Regions from separate parts of the Oryctolagus cuniculus genome. Here region 2 is linked to region 1. Evidence: chromatin contacts called from public Hi-C data. All regions are on one chromosome and are shown on one strand. The core of a region is the stretch at or near the end of the contact, and the rest is flanking DNA. Distances in the headings are between cores, read along the strand shown. Region 1 has its middle 170 kb from the start of MEOX2. Region 2 overlaps LOC138845847 (a long non-coding RNA gene).

Region 1 (7,036 bases), core at 1,517-4,016:
AGCTGGGAATACATCTAGCAGAGTTTACTCCGTGCAAGGTTCACAACACCGACTTCTGGGGTTAAGGTAGCTACGAGTCACCAGTAGAGAAAATGGAACTGGATCTACATTGAACGGTGCAGAGAAGAAGTTTTTCTCAGCCTTCGATGAAGGCAGTTACTAAAAGTTTGCAAGAGAGAGAGATTCCTAAATTCCATTTTGGGAGTCCCAGCTCTGGAAAGATCTTTGCAAAGAGCTAAATTCTGTATTATCAGGGCATGCGAATCTGAGAGGGAGACATCTGGGATACGGTGATTTCCCTTCTTGCTATCTTCCTGTCTCTCAAGTGGTTTCATCCTAGGCAGGTGGGACATCAAAAAGTTGTCATGTGGAGGTGGCTGGGAGGAAATGACACCTTCTTTCCACCCTGCATATGTTAGAAGTTTTTCCAAAGTCACAAGTAGAGGGGTTGGTGGTGGGTGTTCAGCCCTAACAGTGAGGATGCCAATTAAGATGTCCCCATTCCATATCTTAGTGCCTGGGCTTGATTCCCGCCTACACCTCCTGATACTTGCTTCCTGCTGATGCACAACCTGGGAGGCAGCAGGGGACAGCTCAGGTGATTGGGCTCTTGCCACCCCCATGGGAAACCTGGATGGAGTCCCCACCTCCCAGCTCATTCAAGGAGTCAACAGTGATGGGAGCTCTTGCTCTAACTCTCTCATCTTTCTATCTCTATGTCTCACTGCCTCTCCTATAAACACATAAAAGTTTGAAAAAAATAAAAGTAGAGGAATTCAAATTGATAGTTTATAATCTGTTGTGGCAGTGCAGATTTCTCTAAAATATGGCAAGGATTTTTATCTGTGTTTTGATTTGTACTTGACTTATGTTTCCAATGTTATTTCAAAACCTGGGGCCAGTGTTGAGGCATAATGGGTAAAAAGCCACCATCTGTGATGTCAGCATCCTGTATGGGCACTGGTTCAAGGCCCTGCTGCTCCACTTCCCATCCAGTTCCCTGCAAATGCACCTGGGAAAGCAGTGTAAGATGGCCCATGTGCTTGGGACCCTCCACCCACACAGAAGACCTGGAAGAAGCTCTTGGCTCCTGGCTTCAGTCTGGCCCAGACTTGGCTATTGCAGTTGGCAAATGTTTGAGGAGTGAACCAGTAAATGGAAGATTCTCTCTCCCCTCCACCCGCCTTTCTGTGTATGTGTGTAATTCTACTTTCCAAATAAAGTAAATAAATCTTTAAGAAAAGATAATTGCAAAACTAGTTTGTGTATATATATTTCACAATTCATGAAGCTAATTTCATGCACAATTTGTGCCCTATGTACTAAAATATCTGAACATACCTCTCAGGGGGGTGTTTGATTATAACTTTGTTGCACAGAGGTGAGGGTGGTGGCAGGTGTCCTGGTTAGAACTGATGGGGAGTTTATAACCATACTCCTGGTAGAACTTGGGTGAGACACATTGTGGGCTATCACTACAAAATGATTTTCGTATTTTCTTGGTGAATGCCTATGGGCCTATGAAATTTGTGGGAAGTAAAAATAGTAATATTATAGAGTATGGTAACTTTTGCAGCTGCGCATTTTATATAGATGTGTTTTTGTATTTGAAAGTTAATTAGAGAGAGAGGTGAGAGAATGCGAGAGAGCTCTTCCACCTGCTGGTTCACTCCCCAAATGGCCACAATAGCCCTGGCTGGGCCAGGAGCTTCTTCCAGGTCTCCCACGTGGGTGAAAGGGGCCTAAGCACTTGGACCATCTTCCTCTGCTTTTCCCAGGCCATTAGCAGGGAGCTGGATAGGAAGTGGAGCAGCTGGGACACAAACCAGAGCCGATAAGGGATGCTGGTGTCAGAGGCAGCAGCTTAACCTGCTATGCCACAGCGCCAGGTCCCGCAGGCATGGATTTCACAGTGAGTTCTCTGCAGCATTTCTCATTTCTGCAGCTACTCACATGGTATCTCACCCGACCCTCTCAGCCGGTCCATAGTAAGCCCACTCCACAGATGCAGAAACTGAGCACCTCTGACCAAGTAGGACTAGAGGGGCAGGAAGACAGATGGGGAGGTTAAATCCAAGCCGGCTCTGTAAACCCCTCCATCCCTCCAGGCCAGGAAAGACCCGGAAGGCTTTTCAACCGGAACTCTGCTGGAAAACCAGTTTGGGCACAGCCAAGTCCTTGGCCTGTGCTGTCTCCCTTTTAAGTGCGAATGCATTGCACATCCACTTCTCAGAACATTGCTATCTGATCTCCGCTTCCCTCGGGAAATAAACAGCAGGTTCCAACACGCGCTTGGGCAGCACACGGAGCCCCTGCCCTCTGCCCAGTCACAGCAATTACTGCAAAAGTCCCAGCAGCCTCGTGCTGGCAACAGAATGACAGATCTGCCAACCAAATGTTGTCCTGACGTCTGTTTTTCTGTTAGCTCATTAGCTTTCCTTTCCTCTGAGCTTAACAGATGTGCAACTTGTAAACGGAGCTGCAGTCATTCATGGTTTAGGAATAGGAAAAGCATCGTCTTTCCTTTGAATGAAACCAACTGTTATCTAGTGAATCGATCTAGATAAAATATTTTGCAGTATTAAAAAAAAAATAAAGCCTTTGCTGCTGCTCTGATTCTATGTGATACCTTCTTGCTTTTTGGAAAACCACACACAGAAAAAGCTTCCGTGCTGGGAATAGGAGAAAGCCCCTGATTTTGCTGTTCCTCTCTGCTTGCAAGCCCGCTGCTCCAGAGGCTGTGAATAGCACGGGGCCGCGTGTGACGTCATCGCCCGGGCATTGCCCTGTGCAATAACAGGAAGGCCCTTGGAGATGAGCGGCTGGAATGCCCTCGCTTTATAGATGCGGAAGCCGGGGGCGGGAGAGGGAAGTCCCCGGTGCAAGGTCACACGTGCAATTAGTGAGACATTGTTGATTTAGCCCAAGAGGATCCCACCTTCACGGCCGGCCAAGCAGCTGGTGGCCCTGGGACAGGAAAAAGAAAAAAGCTTAACATGATCTCTACACGAACAGTCGTGCTTAAACGTTCGTTTATTCAGCCAGTGTGGTCTGTCAACATTTAACCAGCTCTGCTTGAGCCTCCGCATAGGCAAGGCAGGGCATGAACCTGGGGCACCTGGAGTGTAGCCCATCAATGGGATCCTAGCAGGAAAGAGCTGCCCTTTGCTTCCACAGGCAACAGTCACACCCAGGCAGTCCCCACCAAACAGAGCCCGGGGGACCTGTTTCAAGGCACCACTTGGGCATGGCATGGGGACAGCTCCTCTAGCCACAGGCAGTGAGAAAAACCAAACTGGTTTTTTTTTCCTATCATTTTTTAAATTTTAATTTGTAATAATTTTTTTAACAGATTCACTGATGTGTAGCTACAATCCTAAGCATGTAATGGGCTTCCTTGATCAGTCACAGAGGACAGTTTGTAGCAGGAATGCAGGCTGCACTGGGGCCTGGGATGCACATCTGTCGCTGAACTGCAGTGGGCCCGAGATTTCCTTCTCTCTGCAATCATCCTTTCAGGTTCTGGAATAGAGAACCAGAGATCATCGGAAGGCTCGCTCTTCTTGCTACCTAGCACTCCCTTCGGAACATCGGGCCAGAGCAATACTGACATCCCTTTCAGCTAAAAAGTCCATTTCAAAAAATACGCTCTTTCACATTTCTGTAGAAAAATATCTGTGTTATCACCGGACCAGTTTTTGAAGAAAGACAAGTATGGATACTAGGAGTGAATATTTAGACTCAGAAATACCTTCTAAAAGACAGAAAGCACCCAGGCTGCCTTTGAGAGGGCCCAGCACTGGTCTAGTAAGTTACAGCCCTGGCTCCTCTCCCAGGATCCAGCCCGAATGCCAGTCTGGCCTCCATGACGAAGTCATTGCAGGTACTTGGGGACTGAATCAGCAGATGGGATCTCTCTCTCTCTCTCTCTCTCCCCTCACCCCACCAAAAGTCATAAACTGACCAACGCTAAAAAATAGCAAACACTCAGAGACTTTTGACAAATCCTAAGCAGAAAAGACCCAAAACTCCCAGAGTTAAAAACCATCAGAAAGTAGGATTAATTCTTTTTTTTAAAGCATCTATTTATTTTATTTGAAAGTCAGAGTTACACAGAGAGGCCGGCACAGCAGCTCAATAGGCTAATCCTCCACCTGCGGTGCCGGCACACCGGGTTCTAGTCCCGGTTGCCCCTCTTCCAGGCAGCTCTCTGCTGTGGCCCTGGAGTGCAGTGGAGGATGGCCCAGGTGCTTGGGCCTGCACCCCATGGGAGACCAGGAGAAGCACCCGGCTCCTGCCTTCGAATCAGCGCCATGCGCCGGCCACAGCGCGCCAGCCATGGCAGCCATTGGAGGGTGAGCCAACAGCAAAGGAATACCTTTCTCTCTGTCTCTCTCTCTCACTGTCCACTCTGCCTGTCAAAAACAACAACAACAACAAACAAACATGGGGTGCAGGGCCCAAGCACTTGGACCATCCTCCACTGCACTCCCTGACCACAGCAGAGAGCTGGCCTGGAAGAGGGGCAACCGGGACAGAATCCGGCGCCCTGACCAGGACTAGAACCCGGTGTGCCGGCGCTGCAAGGGGGAGGATTAGCCTAGTGAGCCATGGCGCCGGCCACCTTTACTCTTAAATCCTCCAGGAAGGTGCCACCCACTGCAAATCCTGTCCAGTTTCCTCACACTGAGGCCATCCTCAGCCACTAGTTATGTCTTGTGGACACTTAGAACTAAGTTAAAGCAGTGAGCAACTGAGAAAAAAAAAAAAAAAAAAAAAAAAAGGATGTATTTTACTGCCTATTTATGTGAAAACAGGCCTGGGGCCCTAGTGAGGAATGTGAATCTTTTTCCTAACAGATAATTACTGGACAGAGAGTTCCAGCGACCGCTCTGTGGCCAGAGGGTCAGCAAATTGACATCCGGGTACTTCCATCCCTCTCTTCCCGTATTTCGCCAATGTAAGGGGAGTGAGAGCAGCTACCCTGCTTTCTCTCTCCTCGGCCTTTGCATCTCTCTCCAGTAACAGAGGCAGTACCTGCCCTTGTTCCTTGCCAGCTCCCTCCATCCCCTTTGGAAATCAGTGGAATCTGCCTTTTGGTTAGAAAAATTCCAGTATACTTCCTAGACAGGATCATGGAAATTAGAGACACGGAGGATCTCACTGGATCATCGAGTTCATCTATTTCCCACTAAAGAGTTTTCCAGATGGAAGATTTTTCGTAGGTTGGATGCCGCCTCTCCTTGCTGCAGGGCCTGAAGTGAGATTCCGAGCATCCAAGCCTGATGGAGAGAGAGGTGAATAAGGGCTGCATTCAATAACGTCATAGGCAGAGAAGGGCCTTGTCCCCAAGGCGTTATCAGATTACAGCAGCTCTGGGGTGGAAATAGGTGACACCTCATCAGAGCAGGGACCTGAGCGTGCTGCAGACTCCTCCCAGCACCATAGCCTTGACATTGCTTTTGCAGAGAGCAGGGTTTGACTCTGTGTCCTGAGCACAATGGAACTCATTGGGAACTCAGAATGCTCTTTCTCTCTCTTTTCTTTCCTTTTTTTTTTTTAATTTTTATTTGGATTATTTAGATTTCTCCCGGTTTCTACATATAGGAACTGCTATTTTGAGTTGTGTGCTTTTTTTTTCTTCTAAAAGTCTCCTAGAAGAGGGGAGTATTGTCTCCAGGTATACAGATGGAAACAGTTTTCCCTTGCAACTCATTCACGCATCTCCTGTCTATATATTTCCATCAGCATCAGACAATGCGCCCCAGAACTACACGTTTCTTTCTTTGTGTTATACTAAAGAGCTGCGTAAGTAAGAGCCGCTGTGGTCACACAATGATCTGTAGCAGTCTTCAGATTTTACGCTCATTTTGAAACCTGACTTTAAAAGCAGAGGACATGCAGTCCTGGCTGGCTCACCGCCTTAGCTGTGTGAACTTGAATAACTAATTTAGTCCCAGTCTCAATTTACTCATTTGGTCAATGATATTTTTATACAGCAAAATATATGTTAAAATATCTGACCCATGTTCAATGCAAAATAAATAATAGTTTCTTTTTTTCCCCTTTGAAAAAAATGATAATTAATCCAGGAGGAGCCTTGGAATAATCCCCAAAATGAGGAATAAATTTTAAATCTTTTTTTCTCCCTGTCTCCATTTAAGAAAAAGCCCAAATTAATTTTTTTCTGGTAATAAAAGTTTGCTTTTGGGTCCATAGCTCCTTGATAGTTTCTTTTAAAAGAAAGAAGAATAAAAAAGAATTTTACATTCAATGTAGACTTGACAATTAAAATTGTTTTAGATACTGAAAGTACTAAATCCTACATTCCTCCAGCGTACCAAATAGCTGATAAATTAGAATAACCTTTAAAAAAAAAAAAAGCTTTAATAACATAGGAATTTCAGGCTTGCCGTACCCATTGGGTCAAGGTGGCTAAGTCTCCTGTTCACCAGTCGCAGGAAACAGCTTAACTAACAGGAAGAAAGATTTCTAGTTAAACCACTTGCTTTGACTTCAGCAACTAAAATGGCGCCTGGTGCACACTGAGCCCTCGAATATTTGTTGAGTAAATGAATAAATCTAAATTTCCTGACATCTGCAGGAAAAGGGAGGTCTTGGCTTAGTTAAAGAGACAGGGCCATGTTTGTCTAAAGTTAGAGTATTTAGATTTTTCCCCCTGGAGAGCTCCAATTAGCGTAGCAATCCACTTTGACAGGTAGAAATCATCTTCAGAATCCCTGTCAGCTCTCATGTTGTTTGCACACTTCAAGCGGGCGCCGGCGCCGTGGCTCACTTGGATAATCCTCCACCTGCGGTGCCGGCATCCTATATGGGGGCCGGGTTCTAGTCCTGGTTGCTCCTCTTCCAGTCCAGCTATCTGCTGTGGCCCAGGAAGGCAGTGGAGGATGGCCCAAGTGCTTGGGCCCCTGCATCTGTATGGGAGACCACGAGGAAGCACCTGGCTCCTGGCTTTGGATAGGCGTGGTGCTGGCCATAGCGGCCATTTGGGGAGTGAACCAATGGAAGGAAGACC
Region 2 (7,036 bases), core at 1,740-4,239, 250 kb after region 1:
TGTAGCTCAACAGGCTAAGCTGTCACCCGTGACACTTTCGTCCCACAAGAGTGACAGTTGGAATCCGAGCTGCTCCACTTCCCATCCAGCTCCCTGCTAATGTGCCTGGGAAAAGCAGCAGCAGATGGCCCAAGTGCTTGGGCCCCTGCACCCAAGTGGGAGACCTGAATGGAATTCTTGGCTGCTGGGTTTCTGCTATTTGGGGAGGTAACCAATGGATGGAAAATTCTTTCTGTCTCTCCTTCTTTCTGTGCAACTCTGCCTTTCAAATAAATAAATAACTATTTTAAAATAATTTTTCTTGTACAGAACTGATATCATCCCAGGGATTGGCCAACACTGGAGCTTCATCTTACGCCTTCCACTCAAGACTATTTTTACTCCTGTGCCAAGGTGCTATCCCGTGTCCTATTGTGTAACAAATATCTGTTTCCCTTTGCTCCAAAAGAGGCTAAATAAGCCCAAGAACTGAGTGGCAAAAAGTAATCTTAAAGGCTTATGGAATATTTTACAATCATCACGGTAGGTGGGCTGAGTTGCCCACATCAGTCATGGAAAGGCGACAGAAAGAGGTACCTGAGAGCCCATGGGTTGGTCAGAGCACAGCTGAAGTGAGGCATCCTTCAGAGTTGTTGTAGACTGCACTTAATGTGAACACACCCACAAGAGGTGACTGCAATGCTCTTGCTCTCACAGCCAGCAGAGATCAGAGTCCCTCAGTGAGTCCACCTCACCCTATCCCTGGTTAGCCCTGCATGAAATTTATTCGGCTTGCCTTTGTTTTCAGATTTAAAACTGTCCTGGGGGACAAAACATTTTCTTTTGAAGGAATGCTAAGTTGCAAACCCATCCCCTAGCAAGGTGGCTGACACATGCTCCATTCCTTGGATGGTTTTGCTACTGGTGCTGTTAAAAGATCCCAGCTCTCTGGATGCTGTGAAAGACAGAGGACAATCTTGTCCAGAGACTAAAATCTATTCTCTTCCTCCTGCAATTAAAATAAGAAAAAGGGAGTGTTCCGATCGTGTTCCTATCCCTAGTTCTAATTCAGTCTTTCATCTTTCTTTCCAAGAAATTCCCGCTGGCACACGACACCCCAGGAACAAGGAAACCCCAAATCACATCTTGCTAAAATTATCCCTTGTGAACAAGTATTCCGTGTAGTACAGAATTGTACTAAAGTTTTTATTAATAGCCCAGTTTTGGGGCTGGCACTGTGGTGAAGTGAATTAAAGCCATTGCCTGCAGTGCTGCCATCCCATGTGGGTGCCAGTTATAATCCCAGCTGCTCCACTTTCTCCACTTTCAATCCAGCTCCCTGCTAATGCACCTGGGAAAGCAGTGGAGGTTGGCCCAAATCCTTGGGCCCCTGCAACCATGTGGGAGACCCAGAAGAAGCTTCTGTCTCCTGGCTTCAGATTGGACCAGCTCTGGCCATTGCAGCCATTTGGGAAGTGAACCAGCAGATGGAAGACTCTCTCTCTCTCTCTCTCTCTCTCTCTTTCTCTCTCTTTCTCTCTCTTTCTCTCTCTTTCTCTGTAACTCTTCCAAATACATAAAAATTAATCTTTCAAAAAATCTCAGTTTTGATTTTCTTATTTCCAGACTCATTGCACAATTTTTTATCTTGTCTTTATATTATCTATAGCTCTGTTTTATCAGAACTGAATGAATCTTGGGCTTTGTATTATTTTCACACCATGTAAAGAGAGATGAGGAAATAATTCCCCAGTCTCGGCCTTGCACAAAGGAAGGCTCAGTTAGGGAGCACTGCCAACCTCCAGATAAAATCTGTTTATAGGTTAGGAGTGCTTGCCATCCCTGCAGATCAGATGTCCACAAACACATTGCTGTATCGCCTCCTCTGACAGCTGCTGACTTAGGGGCGGTGACTTCACATCATCTCCCAGCTCACTGGATTTGCTCAAACGTCCCATTCTCAAGCAAAGAGCAGGTTTTCAAAATTCTACCTGAACCTGCCCTGGGAGCAGCACGCTCTCATGTTCAGGGGCAGCACGTGGCTGATGAAGTATTTGGTCTAATCTCGCAAGCATCCCGAAGCACCTGCGGGCGTGGAGGCAGAAACACACTTGCGCAATGGTGTGTGTGGTGCTGATCTGTCCACAGCTTATGCACCACTCACACTGGCCTGTGTGCTGTGCCTTCAACATACCACGTGTGATCCTGCTTCAAGATCTTTTTATTTCCTTGTCCTCAACTGGAGATAGAAAGATGGTTTGCCTCTTCCACAACTGCGTGCTCAGACGTCGCTTTCTTAGTGAGATGTCATCGGGGCACTCGATTTAAAGTTACAACTCTGCCCTCCCAGCACTCCACAGCCTTATCTGTTTCTCCCTTCTCTGTCACACTCACCACCTTCTCCTGGTTTCTAGATTAACTGCCTCTTATTATTCTTGAACACCAATATGCACGACACTCCAAGATGCTCGAAAAAAACATTTTTAATAAATGAATGAATTTAAAGATGATGTAACTGATGTCAGCTTATTATCTGGATATAAAGTTCAATGTGTCATTTTTTCAGCATAAGGCTGAAAGCTCTGTGTTCTTTCTAATATCCAATTGCTGGGGTTCCCCCTCCCCCAACAGATTTTTTAGCAACCCCCATGTCCAAGTATTAACATCTCACTGACCTTCTTTGTCAATTCTTGTTTGACATTTCCTAGCTCCACAAAGAGGGGTTTTCCAAGACAAAAAAAAAAAAAGAAAGAAAAAAGAAAAATCTCACAAATAAAAAAAAATTGGCCCTGCTGCAAGGATGAAGGGAAAGTGCCCCCAAGAGATCACGTAGACAAAAGGCAAGAAGAGCAGGGGCCGGGGCTGGAGGAGAGAAAGCCCAGGGCCCAAGGAGTTCCCTGCTCCTCTCCCCAGATGAAGTCTCTGGTCGGAGCCGGTCCACCCCACTCAGAGGGCCACTAGGATCCATGGCTGCTAGCCAGTGCTGTGCTGAACTCCCCAGCATACTGTGTCCTGAGCAGATGTCCGCAGGGAAGGGATGATTTCAGAAGATGGATCTGCCCCCGATGATTTCTCCTCTGGCCTTGGCTGGGGGACTTTTTCCATCTCCCCTAGTTTTTTTTTTTTTTTTCAGTCTAGATTTTTATGAGTTCTGAACAAGAGTATTTTAGATGTCCCTAGTAGCTGAGATCCAGTCTTAGACAAAAGTCCTCTAAGACTGAAATATAAATAGAGAAGCCTTCAGGATGACATCATGCTGTATGCACACCAGAAGTGACCACAAATAACCTACAATAACCTTTAAAATTAGTTTTTTCCTGACTTCATAAAACAATATTTTATTTGGCAGGCATATATTGGCAAGCTTCTTCAAGAGCTCTATTTGTTTTCTGTATCCAGGAAGACACAACCACTGTTTTCACATAGGTTTCCTTCTCTGCTGTGGTTTTGCCATTTTCTGCTTCTTTATGAGTGGCTGCTGCAGAATGTTTTTCTTGGGGACGTTTATTAAGAGCAGAAGGATATGAATGAACAACCATCCTTATAACAATGCAGGGCGGGTTTCTCCTTACCTTTCTCCCAAGTTCCAGGGACAGCAGTGGAACCGATCCACCACAACCAACTCGCTCTGTCCTGGGTTCTCTAATGTGTGGCTGGAGAACATATCTGAGAGTCCATTGAAGGAATTTGGTCCACTTGTCCTTTGATGCATTCCTTACATTCAAGATTAGACAGAGAATATAGCACCATGACACAGCTTGAAAAGAGGGTAAATCTCTTCCAGGCCAAAAAAAATTAAGCTCTAGCTTTGACAACACGGTCCCCTTAGAAAATAAAAGTGATATATTTTTTTCTAAGTATGCTACTGTATTAGAAAATGCTTTCTGGGAAGGAGGCAGGAGAGTGGAAAAGGAAGGAGGGAGGGAGAGTAGGTTGGGGAGGATGGAAAGTATCATTTTGTTCTCAAAACTGAATATATGCACTTCATGATATTTGCTTTCTTTGCATAAATAAGTACATAAAAATCCTTTTCCGAATCTAAGTTCCCACCCCTCGGTTTTTCAAAATCCTCTGCCATTTCCTAGAAGACGAAGAGGAGGGAGTATAAAATCTTCTCAAAGGCAATAAAAACAAAAATAAATATTTCTCAAATAAACAGCACTTCCAGCCTGTGCCACCGTATTTCATTTTCTTCTTTCTACCCCTGCTCACCATCTTCTCTCACACAGGCAGAGAGGAAGGTTCCAATAGTTAACCTTGTACTGTTGACCCAACCAAAATTAACTGGCTATGTAACAATTTAGTTGTCCATATAAAAACAGGAAGAGAGATTTCCCCAAGTAACCTTTATTCACCATGAGAAAAACAGCTGGCGCTCTCTCTCTCTCTTTCTCTCTAGCTGTGGCTCTCTCTCTTGCTCTCTCTCTCTATGTAAGCCCAGGGGGCATGGATGAAAGCATGTATGCTTTTTATCTCTTCTCTTGCAAATGGGTGGCTTTTCCAGTGGAAGTGTGCCAGTGCATAAGAAAGTCTCGTCAAAATATTTAAAATTCTATCTTTATAAGATGAGGTCGTTGAAGCAAAGCTTTCTCACCCCTGTTATGCGCAAAAAAAAAAAAAAAATCACGGCAAAATAACCATGGAAACCTACACCTCTTCCTCCTAGGAAAGGAGGGAGCGATTAATAAGAAACACTGCCCTTCCAACAACACAAATCCGAGCCTGAGTACCAGACTTCTTTTGTGTCCCTGCTTTTCAGTAGTTCTGCTACATTTCCCACAGTGCACTGCTGGGATTTTGTATTTTTTATTTTCGCTACGCATGCTCACACATCTGTTGCACATGTGTGATCAACCGACCGGAGTCCGAGCCAAATGTCCTGCAAAAACGGACGGAGTGGGTAGAGCATTCCTTGGAGAGTCAGGCACTGCCTCTGGTGGCCTGCCTCCAAGAGCAGTGGTGTAATAAAGAAAAGAAATCTGCTCATTTGAATTGCATGGAAATGAACTGTGTCCTCCCCTCAAAGACCATATGGGAATGATCCCTGGAGGGGTGGCGCACAACACCTAGGGCTGGCCGACTCCACTGGACGGCTGTAAACGAACCTGTGGAGTCAGACTGGGAGAGGCAGCCAGGCGGATGAGAAGCATGCAGCCGGAGGCAGGAGTCCTATCTGGTGGCCCTGCGTCACGTCTGAAGGAGAGAAACTCCATGGAAGCAAGAAACGCCAGCGAGCCAGCCGTCTTGCAGAAATCCTCCGTCTCCCATTAAAAAGCCATTCTTGGATCTCACCTCCGGTAAAGTGAACCCTGCTGGAGACAAGGCATTGCACCTGAGCAGTAGCCAGAGTTCCTTTGCAAGCAAATGAGCTCCGTGAGACTCAATGGACCTCTGCAAAGCAGAAAGGCAGTCTTCATAATCAAACCTGCACCAGAGCCCGGAGCCCAGGGACAGAGAAACCGGAGACGCCGGCTGTCCTGCCTGTGTTCTGGCAGGTCCCCTCAGTGAACCTGATCCAACCACAAGTAGCTGGTGACCTGCAGCAGACCTGTGACATCCTTAGGGGCCACACAAACACACACCTCGATCTTCTCTGATGGGGAGGGATTCAGATAACATCGGGAAATTTGTTATAAGATACAAATACATATATATGTACATCAAAAGATAGGAAAGAGTAAGCTAAGTATTGCTGTGTTTTTGGAGTATGGTCCTTAATTACAAGAAAATCCTCATCACTTTTACTAGTTTTAAAGTTTTCATTTATAGGGGCCGGCACTGTGGCCCAGCAGGTAAAGCTGCCACCTGCAGTTTTGGCATCCCCTATGGGCGCGGGTTCCAGTCCCAGTTGCCCCATTTCTGATCCAGCTCCCTGCTAATGTGCCTGAGAAAGCAGGAGAAAATGGCCCAAGTACTTGGACCCCAGCACCCACGTGGGAGACCCAGAAGAAGCTCCTGGCTCCTGGCTTCAGATGGGCCCAGCTCTGGCCCTTGCAGCCATTTGGGGAGTGAACCAGTGGATGGAAGACCTTGTCTCTCTGTCTCTGCCTCCCTGTAGCTCTGCTTTTCAAATAAAATAAATCTTTAAAAAAAATTTTTCATTTATATCAAAAGTGCAGTCCTGATTCCTTCTTTCATCTTCCTTGAGAAAAAGAACATAATTTCAACTCATTCAGTCTAAAATCAAAATACGTTATATAGAAAAAATTGGGGAAATCACCTTAGACAAGGTGTTAATCTTGCTTGTACTTTTTCTGTTCCAATCATCTGATGATAATGATGGTGCAAGAATTCCTAAGACTTTATTTCCTTCTCAACCTTCATTTTGTTGTTTTCTCTAAGCTCAAAGTGAAGTTATCCATATACCAAAATTTAAATTTTGAATCAATGTGAATTTTTTTCTAAGTTTCCTGAAAATTGAAGTCTCATTTTTCCTATCAGATATGACTTTGTATTTATATTTCTAAGATTTCATTACAATAATTTTGAGGAAATTCTGTGATCGTTACTTATAAAAGCAAGACATTGTGTAATGGGGTAATAGTAGATAGTACCTCCTGAAAAGTCTTACTAACAGCAACTCATTTAATCTACACCAGGACCCAGTAAGAGAGATATTAATATTAACTCTATAATTCACAGATGAGGAAACTGAATTCTATCAGAATTTTGTGATTTGTCCAAAGTCCATAGTAGATAGTATGCCTGAGGTGCAATTCCATCTCTGTTGTCTGGAGCCGATATTTGGGAGTGCCCATGACACCACTGTACTAGAAGAGTCTTTGGGTTTTTTTTTTTTTGTTTTTTGTTTTTTTTTTTGGTTTTTGAAATAGGATCTGGCATTGTCACTTTAAACCTGTCTTTCCTATATTCCAAGACTATCAAAAGGGGAAATTCTAGTTACTTCAACAACGTTGTAGTTCTTCTAAAACATCTCATGGGGCCAATGCTGTGATATAGCCAGTAAATCCAACACCTGCAGTGCCAGCATCCCATATGGGCGCCAATTCGAGTCCCAGCTGCTCCACTTCTGATCCAGCTTTCTGCTGTGGCCTGG

What was found. A called contact is a pair of places that touch in the nucleus more often than the background predicts.
Region 2: a contact with region 1 is called in a Hi-C map of an unstated tissue, with 2.0 times the contacts expected there. The contact joins two enhancer-like sites. A contact is called at or near these places in 2 of 6 Hi-C or Micro-C datasets (psoas muscle and an unstated tissue).

The regions. Positions count from the first base shown.
Region 1 is chr16:7,453,970-7,461,005 of mOryCun1.1, forward strand. No RefSeq gene overlaps it. Among named protein-coding and RNA genes, the nearest start is that of MEOX2, 170 kb to the left of the region's middle. Within about 2 kb of position 2,767, at least 1 of the 8 cell types and tissues checked has an H3K27ac peak or open chromatin away from gene starts, as enhancers often do.
Region 2 is chr16:7,699,487-7,706,522 of mOryCun1.1, forward strand. LOC138845847 (a long non-coding RNA gene) reads right to left here. Exons shown (of 2, transcript XR_011383048.1): 1 at 5,085-7,036; 2 at 296-3,693. Among named protein-coding and RNA genes, the nearest start is that of CRPPA, 360 kb to the right of the region's middle. Within about 2 kb of position 2,990, at least 3 of the 8 cell types and tissues checked have an H3K27ac peak or open chromatin away from gene starts, as enhancers often do.